Regions from separate parts of the Mus musculus genome. Here regions 1 and 3 are each linked to region 2. Evidence: chromatin contacts called from public HiCAR-type and HiChIP or PLAC-seq data. All regions are on one chromosome and are shown on one strand. Each heading gives the region's core, a stretch centred on a gene start, on an enhancer-like site or on the middle of the called end of the contact. The rest is flanking DNA. Distances are from core to core; before and after follow the strand shown.

Region 1 (3,234 bases), core at 701-3,200, 2.1 Mb after region 2:
TCCTTTCAATGGCCTGGAGAGCCATTCTCTACCTCACCATAAACAAGCCATAACAAACTTGTTTCAGCGCTCAGTGTTCGCTCCAAAACCATTACCATCTCTACGACGCAGCCAATTCTTCACACTGCACTTTCCCTCCCTCTCCTATACCTTAATACAATTATAATAGCTGTGTACCTAGCACCACGGGTGTTTTGTGCATTGTCTCATTTAATCCTCACAGCAATCCTATTATGACAAATGACCGATAAGGAAGCAGAGACTTGGAGCACTTGTGTGGCTCTGCAAGTCACCCAGGCAGGGAAGGCACTGCAGTCCAGTACTTGAGGCCATCTTCCTTACAGCACCCCTCTGCCTTGCTTAGCATTCTTCTCATGGACACGTAACTTGGAGAGCACACCTTGAGAGCTGAGCCCAGGCATGTACGTGTTCACGACCTGACTGACGACAGAAGTGTACTCTCGATACAGTAATGGACTAAACAATGGGACAGACTTGTAGAACAGTTCAGAACAGTTCCAGGTTCTTTAACCAAAATGGTACCCGGGTCTGAGTTTTGGCAATTTATCCAAGCCTCTATTAGACTTAACTCTTTGGTCTGCTGGTTAACTCTTGAATAAGTTGGTAACTCATTACTTACTGGGGTGGACAATCAGCTGATGCCTGAAAATGCTGAGTCATGAAAGTGACAAACGAGAGAGTCAGGGTATGTCTTTGTGACCCTGGCTGTCCTGGAATATACACCAGACTGGCCTCAAATTCAAGAGATCCTCCTGCCTCTGCCTCCCAAGTGTTGGGATTACAGCCATGGACTACCATATCCAGTTCAGATTTAAAAAAAAAAAAATAATTATGTGTCACCTTCATGAGTTTATTTCTCTAACACTTAGGCACATGGTCAGATTTCCAGGGAGCATCTAAAACACTCTTTAAAAGCTGTCCCTTGTTGCCTTTTCTGTCTCAAACTATCATCATCACAATATAATGTATACACCCAGATCTTCTGGAGTGCAGGTAGAGGAGAAAAAAAGAAAATGTGTAAAAAAGTAAGGGCAGAGGCTGGTACCAGTTAAGAAACAGTGTTTTGGTTTAGCTTGGTTTGGTTTAGTTTATAAGAAAAGCGTGAACAAAAGGCGCATCCTACACAGATCATGGTCTGGTATTTCAACAAGAACCCGACCTGAGAAAATGCAAAAACAAAAGATGGTGACTTGTTAGCCTACAAAACAGGAAAAGTGACAGCCACTAGGAAGGAGGGCGTTCACTTTGTGGTAAACATTCAGAGTGGGCAAGACCTACCCTAAAACACTGGAATACATTTTCTCTTTTATGAGCCATTAAGTCGGACTACGTACTCCCCCTACTCCACGCCCACGGGACAGGTGTTCGTATTCCGCCCACTTCCCAGGTGAGGGGAGCGATGTTCTGAGGGATGGGGGCAGAGTTCAAGGTTCTCCATCTACTGATGCAAGGCAGAGAGGCAGCCTTGAACCTGGGCGCTCTGACTCCATAACCCAAGCTTCTAAGCCACTGAGCTGCACTGCCTCTCGAGCCCCAATGCTGCCCCAGGACTTCAGCAAGATACACACGGGCGCTTCAGGACTCTACATCTCAAGAGGTGCCGAGGAGGCTAAGAAACTCCAACAAGGTCACCCAGAGTTTCCGCCCAGCTTAGGGAGGCCTTTGACTTCCTCCGGACCACCGTGGGCTGCAGCATCCTTGCGCGCGGAGGAGTGGTGCCCAGCCCTCCCCCGGTCAGGCCCACGGGTGGGTCCCCAGGCCGAAAGTCATGTCCGGGCATCTACCCAGGCTCCCTGCCCTGCCTTACCCGGTTTCCAGAATTTCACTGGTCCCAAGGGCGCAGCCATGCTGGGGTGAAAGGTCACGAAGAAGACTCCGCCCCTCTAGACCCGCGCGAGTCCCTCCGGGCTCAAGGGGCGTGGCCCGCCAGCAGCCTCCGCGGGGGCTGCGGGGGGCGGGTAGAGCGAAAAGAAGCCACGCCTTCCGGCAACACCCCCCCCCCCCACTATGGATCACGTGATCGCAGCTCGCTTTGGCTTGCCTTTGAGGGCCTCTCCTTGGCCCACGTGATGCCGCGCGGCCATATTGTCTCTCGGATTGGCTGCTCTACCCTGCTTGGACACTCTGGGTTGCCACTAACTTCTAGGAATGCGCTGCTGTGTTCCCAGGCTGTCACTCACCAGCGTTAAGAGTGTGAGCAGAGGCTGGGTTTCCCCGGTGAACTGAGAGATGCTCGTGTTTACATGCTATCGCAGCTGCGTCTCTTTTAGTCTCCTATTTTCATACTGAGAGATAATAGCGGTAACGACCTCCTGCGTCTGATGATTCAGTTAATGCTGCTGTGTTCCCTGGAACTGTAGCTTCTTGTTTCCCAGGCGAGGGTGGGGCTGGGTAAACTGTAAATGAATAAACGCTGGATAAACAGAATGATGCTTATTATCAGCAAGTAAAGCCGAAATGATACAGGCAACTTGTGGTCTTCAGAGAAATGTCGCAAAGTGGGAACGCAGGAGCACATTGGGCCGGAAGATGAGACTAGAAATCAGATCAGTGAGGCCAGTGCATTCACCCAGTGTTCCCTCCAAGGCAACCGTTTATAAATCAAATGCTCTTTTTCTACCTCCCCATCCCCCACCCCCACCTCCCGCACATCAAGTCATTGCAGGACTAGGTGCATCCTCTCCCACTAAGACAAGACAAGTCAGCCCAGTTAGGGGAATGGGCTCTGCAGGCAGGCAACAGACTCGGGGATAGCCCCTGCTCCAGTTGTTGGGGGACTCTGCATCAGATACAGCCCATGCTCGCTCTTTGGTTGGTAGTTCAGTCCCTGAGAGCCCCCAAGGGTCCAGGTTAGTTGACTCTGGTGGTCTTCCTTTGGAGGCCCTGTCCTCTTCTGGGCCCTCAGTCCTTCCCCCAACTCTTCCACACACTCCTCCCCCACTCCCACCCCCATCCTCAAGCTCCATTTAATATTTGGCTGTGGGTCTCTGCATCTGTTTCCATCCTCTACTGGATGGAACAGTTGTGCTGGGCTCAAGGAAGCCACAAATTAAGAGGCTTTAAAATCTATACATTTTTAGAGCTCCAAAAGAAAATGCTTCATTCTTTGAGGGAAATGGCAAATTACGGAAAGCGTTGGAAACAAGTAACCCTGATTCAGAATCCTTAGCTTGCCCATCACCTGGCTGACATTTAAGCTCAGTTGTAAACTGA
Region 2 (3,316 bases), core at 520-3,019:
CTTAGGTCAGGTATCAGCCTTCAGAGAGCAGGTGGAGAGGGCAGGGCATAGATGTGGATTCAGAGCTGCTCTTTCCAGCATCCTTAATACCACCAGCTTCAAATGAGTTTATTCACACCTCAAAGTTACTTTAAGAAAAATTGTTTCCCGTGTCTGGTTATTTTACCTGCATGCATATGGTGTACCACATGCATGCCTGGTACCCAAGGAGGTCAGAAGAGGGTGCCAGGTCCTCTAGAACTGTCCTCTGGTAGTGCATCAAGTGCTCTTTAATGCTGAACCATCCTTCCAGCCCCTCAGAGTTCCTCTTGAAAGAAAGCAGAGTTGGGGAGACAGATCAGTCGGTGGAGTGCTTGCCTTGCAAGCATGAAGACCTGAATTTGATTTTAAAGAGAAATGGAAAGGAAGAAGGAAAGAAAGAAAGAAGAGAGAGAGAGGAGAGAGAGAGAGAGAGAGAGAGAGAGAGAGAGAGAGAGAGAGAGAGAGAGGAAGGAAGGAAGGAAGGAAGGAAGGAAGGAAGGAAGGAAGGAAGGAAGAAAATGCCAGGCATGACTGCAAGCACTTGTAACCCCAGTACTGGTGTGGTAGAATTGGGATCCACTGGGCTTATTGGGCCAGTTCGCTGGCCAGCCAGCCTAACCTACTTGACAGACTCATAACAGTGAGCAACCTAGTCTCAAAGAAACAAGGTGATAGTCCCTCAGAAGCATTACCTGAGGTTGGACTCTGGCTCCACGTGTATGCAAACACATAGGAATGTAAACCCCACCACACACACACACAGTGAGGGACAGGGACCTCCAAGTAGGCCCAGTATTTCCTTGGTGCAGATACTGGAGGGCCATCTATGGTCCTGTGGGGATGAGACAAAGCCAGAATGAAGTGGTCCTCTTGGATGACAGAATCAGAATTCAGAAAGCCTCTTGCAGGGTAGGCATTTAACAAGGTGATGTCCAATAAGCATGACTGTATAGATGAACTCTTAGGTTACATAGTCATGTTCAGGAATGAAAAAAAGCAGGAAGCCTGGCTTAAGGTAGTTTCTTACGAGGATGCCCTCGCAATATTCTTTGACTAGAAGCTAATAATGAGCCAGACACCAGACTGTGGCCCACCTAATTAAAAGCTTTTATGGGAAACACACGTGCGCGAGGGTGAGGTGGGGGTGTTATTCTTGGAGGGGTTAGAGAGGTAATGGGCACGTGGTACAGCTTACCTAACGGAAACAGACAACGCTGGCCTATCATTGAACTCAGACAGGCAGCCTGGCCACCTTCCCCGGTCTGCAAAAGTTGGTGTGAAGTGAAATCTGCAGTTATCAGATCTCCTGGGTCACCCATAGACAGGGGACACTCTGGCTGGGGAAAGGGTTCCTGGTGTGCCTCTATACAAGTTCATCTCGGGTCCAGGGTCGGGACTATGGTACCCATACTCACTAGACGTTCAAGACTGAAGTGTCCTGCTAGACAGCGAGTCTTAAGAGGTCCCAGCAGGGAGGCCAGGCCTGCCTGCAGGCTTTGCAGCTTTTTGTCCGGTACCCTAAAAGTACACAGGGGCTGCGCGTGTTTGGGGAGCCTCCTGGAATTTAGCGCCCTGCGTCCCGCCTGCTCGTTTCTTAACCTCGTGTTTGCACGCGGCCCTTCGGGCGTCAGCTTGGAGCTGGGGCCGGGGGCTGGCGACGGGGAGGGGGCTGGCGGAGCTCGCGGCGCGGCCCCAAGTTTATGCTAATCCGTGCAGAGCCCGCCTCCCGCCTCCCCTGCGCGGCCCCAGCCGCGAGTAGCCCCGGCCACTCGGCGGGACGCAGCGGCCGCACAGCTCCAGGCGGCCGAACCAGCGCGCTCCGGGGGTCGGTCGCGAGTGGCCGCGGGAGCCCGGAGGGCGAGCGGAGGATCCCCCGCGGGAGGCACCCCGAGGGACAGAGTGACGACCGAGCGCGATGGGCCGCCGTCTGTCCGTGTGGCTGTGCACCGTCGCGGCGCTGCTCTCGGGGGCGCAGGCCAAGGGCACCCCTCTCCTCGCGCGGCCCGCACAGCCCAGTGCCTCCCGTTACAGCCTCTACACCACCGGATGGCGTCCGCGGCTGCGCCCGGGGCCACACAAGTAAGCGCGGGGCCGGGCCACGGCGGGAACCCGAGGGAGGCCCCCGCGTGGCGCGCCGCCACTCCCACCTGCCCGGACCGGCGCGGAGGCGTCGAGATATGGGTACCCCAGCCACCGATGGGGCGGTTCCCCCGACACGATTCTTTGCGCGGGTAGGCGCCCCGCCATCCAGGAGGCTGCGGGGTTGGCGAAGAACAAGTCAGCCGAGGGGGCCTGGCGCGGAGACTGGGATCCTGGCAGTGCCCGTGGAAACCTTTCCAGCGAAGTAACATTTTCCAGCTGCGCTGTGAGCAAACTCCAGGCGCAGCGGACCAGGTGGAGGGAGAGGAGGAAGGGCTGTCCGCGCCTGGAACACACGGGGCTCCCCAGTCCAATGCCTTCTGTCTCTCTTCTGCCTTGCGTGGTTGTAGACAGAGCCATGCTTATTTTAGGTAGTTGCTCCTCCCCTCCTATGGTCTGGCCCCAATAGCCCTGCGGGAGCCCCAAGGTGGGTGAGATGCACAGCTGGTGAGGACTTGTGGGTCCTGGGCTTGTACTGTAGAATGGACAGACTTCCACAGTGGTTTATACAGGAATTTGAATTCCAATCGAATATAAAACCTTGAAGGCAAGTACCCAGCCCACAACCACATTCCGTGAATCCAGGAGCATCAGGGCAGATGTCCTATAAGAGAAGACACGAGTACTGCTCTCGGGAGCAAGGAAATGGCAAAGCCGAGGCTAGAGAGCTTTTTCACAGGAGGAAGGAGGAAAGCCTGATTAAAAAGAAGCCACTAAGTTGTGCTCTAGAAACCTTGAAGGCCAGGATAAGGAGTTTAGAACCAGTGAAGGAGCCCGGGTGGGGGTGGGGGTGAATAGAAAGAAGGCCAAGTGGTTGAGGGAGAAGCTGAGGCGGCCTTTTCAGAGTGGTGTTGGGTAGACACCCAATCTTCTGGTTCAATTGAGCACGTGGCTCAGTAGACAGTAGACACCCATCAAGGACACAGACCCCGTTCAGAAGATATGGACCCCAGGCAGAGGTCCAAGGTTCCATGAAACAAAAATAAAAAAATAAAATAAAATAAATAAAAAAAGATACGGGGAACTCTGAGAGCAAGAGGTGAGCTCGGGCCAAACATTCCAGAGGTGTTCCTTCCCCTGCAGGTCTCTCTGTGCCTATGTGGTACACAGAAATGTGACCTGCGTCCTACAAGAAGGAGCAGAGAGCTATATAAAG
Region 3 (3,209 bases), core at 122-2,621, 2.2 Mb after region 2:
CCCCACCCCACCCCCCGAGGGCCTGGAGCGACCGCCAGCCCCTTCCCCAGATAGCCTGGAGGGAAACGGCGCCTGGCACTATCGGGCTCCGGGTCCTCTACAGAGGGCGATTCACAGGCCGCACCTGGTGCTCCCGGGAACCAGGAGCTGGTGGGCGCCTCTGACAGCAAGAACAGGAGCCCTTTATGAGCAGTGTAATCACATGGGCGCACAAGCACCGGCTTTCCGTTCTGTGCAGCCTCATCTCTGCCCCCCCCCCCTTCTGATTCCAGGAGAGCAAAGGCTTCCAGGCCTGGCCAGTAGTGGTGGCGCTCCAGTGGGTTGCAGAGAGGGCCGTAGTCACAGCTCACCTAGACCCGATTATCCGCCCGGGGCTGGAAGCTGCATCAGCAACATCTTCCGTAAAGCTGGAGGCAGGGCTGGGAGGGGAGCGCAGAGGAAGAGAGTCTGCATCCGCTACGGAGGCGGGTAGGAGAGCCTCCGGCTCCTCGCTCCCACTCGGGGCGATCAGGGTGCTCTGCGTGACCTTGTGGGAGACCCCTCAGTTGACCTCTGGGGTAGGGCTGCGCCGTTTCTGCCTGTCTTGGGCGCTCGGGGGCGCTGCTCCCTGCGGGAACGGATGCGCGGGACTCGCGAGGAGTGGAGCGCTCTGGGCGCCGGGACCCGCAGCTCGCGCCCAAGGCGGCGGGCGAAGAGGCCGAGAGCATCCCTTCTGGGGAATCACCCCGCCGGGGGCTACCGGGACCGACCGACACTCTCTAGGGGTGGAGATCCCGCACTAGGTCAGGTTTGCCCTTAGGGACGCCTGCCCCCGGGACTTTTCCCACCCCCGGAGCAGCGCTCTCAGCGCGCTGCCTGCCCAGACCAAGCGCCGCCACGCGAGGGGGCGGCGCCCCCATGCCGGGCTCGTAGACCGCTTGCCCAGGGCGTCTGGTGTTCTGTGGTTTCATCACCCAGCCTTGTAACCCTGGCAGACAGTAGCCCAGACAGACCACGGACCTCACATCGCCCCCCAGAATCCAGCCATCGCAGCCCTGCCAATTCACTCTCTACACCAGCCTCCCCATCCGATAGCGAGATGTGGGAGACTGCACCTTTCCAGCACACTCCACCGCCACCGCCCCCCTCCCCAATTATCTTAAGCCACCCTCCCTTGGCTGAGCCACCCCTCTCCACCAGCCAGACTGGAAGGGCCCGAGACACCTGCCCGCCGGATCCGCAGAGTGCAGAGAGGAATGCGGCGCCGCTCAACTCACCCGCTCTCTCGAGCCCTACCCCGGGCGGCTCCGGCCCCGGCTCGATCCGCAGGTCCCAGAGCCGCAGCTGGTGGTGCGGCGACAGAGCCAGCTCGGCTGGGTAGCGAGCCACCGTGCCGCCTCTTGACTCCTCCCTTAAGGCGGAGCCTCAGCTCCCGGGGGAAAGGGGTGGGCCCGCGCATCCCCAAGGGGCTTGTCACCGAGCAACAAGAAGGTCTAGATCTTAGCGCCCTCCAAATGAAGACCCCTTTTCTGAGCTGCAGGAATTTGGAAGCAGCTGAGACACAGTCAGGCTTCAGGATAGTTCTCCTTGACTGTGTCCCACCTCTAACCTCCAGTACAGACAGGGGGGGAAGCCAGGGTGGTATTTTATTCCCATTTGACAGATAGACCCAGTGAGGCCCAGAAAGGGATAATATCCTACCTGTAGTAGCAGAGAATGGGGTCAGTTCAGTGCCCGAAAGTCAATCTCCCACGTTGAGCTTGATTCTGAAGGCTCCACAAACATCAGGAACTTGGCCAGGCCTTATCTAGAGGACGGGGCTATATAGATAGGTCTTTTACCTGAGAAAAGGCAATAGACCATGGCCTGTGACGTGGAGTCCAGTCACTCTTTCGCTCTGGAAAGAGGGGAGGTGAAGAGAAGGAGGAAGGAAGTGGTCATGCCTAGGTTGATGACTCTCACCAGCTGAGGTGCCCGGAAGATCTAGGCCCAGCTGCTTCCTTGAGGTTTCCTGCTAAGAACAAGACCCAAACGCCCTGGGTTTCTGTCATGTAACCTAGGCGGCTGCTGGGCAGAAGATCCTGCAGTGTGTGCCTTCCCTCGAAGGCAATGGGTTTAACTCTGTTTAATCTAATTTTGAAAGTTGCTCCTTTAAATTGCTCCTCCCCCCAGGGAGAGGGGAGAAAGTGGACAAAGAGAAAAGCCCTATCCCAAACATTCTCTGGAATCCGCATTCCCTGAAAGCTGACTTTAGAACAATGGGGTTCTCTTCTCCACAAAGGGCTTTGTTCCTGCACTTTCCCAGCCTCCAGATTAGAGCCAGAGGCACCCAGGGCTAAGCAGCTGGGGAGGCAGACAAGATTCACAGTTTAGGTCTCAGGGATCCTCCCGTAATCCTGTTTGAAACACTCAGGGATAGAACCATAGAACCGGTAAAGCCGGGAGCAACACCAAGTGTACTGATTTCCTTTTTATTTTCTTTTAAGACAGGGTCTCACTCAGCAGCCCTGACTGGCTCAGAACTCACTATGTGGATCATGCTGGATTTAAAAGCAAGAGATCCGGTGACCTCTACCTCCTCAGTGCTGGGATTAAAGACATGTTGGGATTAAAGGCAGGGTCACTACACCCTGCCTGATTTCCTACTTGCTGAATACACTCAGTTACTTTTCTTGGAGGAGCAAAACCCTGTGGGTTGAGTAAGGAAATATAGCTCAGTGGATAGAGTGCTTGCCTAGCAGGCACAAAACTCTGGGCTCAGCCCCCAGTACCCTGTGTGTACACCAGTACCCTGCATGTGTGCCAGTACCAGGTGTGGTAACAAACACATGTAAATCCAGCTCTCAGGCATACTTATGGATTTGAGGCCAGCCTGTCTGTGCCACATGAGACCTTGTCTTAAAACAACAAAACCCACCTCTGGTTGGGTCCTTCGAAGACTTCCCCAAGTCTGAAGTCCCCTTTCATGTGCCCGAGGCTCCCCGCTCAGTTCATTAATAATCCAGTTGTGAATGACGCTGTTTCTGGAGCAATTAGAGACAGCAGAGCAGGTGGAGAAGGCTTAGAGTGAAGTTTAAAATAACCCAGAGGGGCCATTGTTCTCTGCAGAAGGTTTCCATCAAGAGCTGTGGGCGGAGTGGGAGGGGAAACCATCTATCTCTCTTCTAGGCATGCACAGAACTTAGAGCCTGGGTTCCCCCCCTTCCCCGAAAACCGAAGTCTTGACTGGG

Evidence for each region. HiCAR-type assays count read pairs that join an accessible place to other places. HiChIP or PLAC-seq counts read pairs in DNA pulled down with a chosen protein or histone mark.
Region 1: a contact with region 2 is called in a HiCAR-type map of astrocytes, with 6 times the contacts expected there. The contact joins the promoter of Dhx35 here to the promoter of Emilin3 in region 2. A contact is called at or near these places in 7 of 39 promoter capture datasets (the 3T3-L1 cell line, cranial neural crest, embryonic stem cells and 4 more) and 2 of 115 datasets of contacts at active chromatin or transcription factors (VIP interneurons and astrocytes).
Region 3: a contact with region 2 is called in an H3K4me3 HiChIP or PLAC-seq map of stem cell-derived neural progenitor cells, with 9 times the contacts expected there. The contact joins the promoter of Ppp1r16b here to the promoter of Emilin3 in region 2. A contact is called at or near these places in 3 of 39 promoter capture datasets (cranial neural crest, embryonic stem cells and frontonasal cranial neural crest) and 3 of 115 datasets of contacts at active chromatin or transcription factors (embryonic forebrain, embryonic midbrain and stem cell-derived neural progenitor cells).

Annotation. Positions count from the first base shown.
Region 1 is chr2:158,793,523-158,796,756 of GRCm38.p6, reverse strand. It overlaps Dhx35 (DEAH (Asp-Glu-Ala-His) box polypeptide 35), which reads right to left and starts at 1,950. Exons shown (of 22, transcript NM_001372513.1): 1 at 1,829-1,950. The coding sequence starts at 1,868.
Region 2 is chr2:160,910,792-160,914,107 of GRCm38.p6, reverse strand. It overlaps Emilin3 (elastin microfibril interfacer 3), which reads left to right and starts at 1,769. Exons shown (of 4, transcript NM_182840.2): 1 at 1,769-2,100; 2 at 3,244-3,316. The coding sequence starts at 1,937. Gm35181 (a long non-coding RNA gene) reads right to left here and starts at 1,776. Exons shown (of 6, transcript XR_375190.4): 1 at 1,437-1,776.
Region 3 is chr2:158,665,297-158,668,505 of GRCm38.p6, reverse strand. It overlaps Ppp1r16b (protein phosphatase 1, regulatory subunit 16B), which reads right to left and starts at 1,371. Exons shown (of 11, transcript NM_001159662.1): 1 at 1,257-1,371.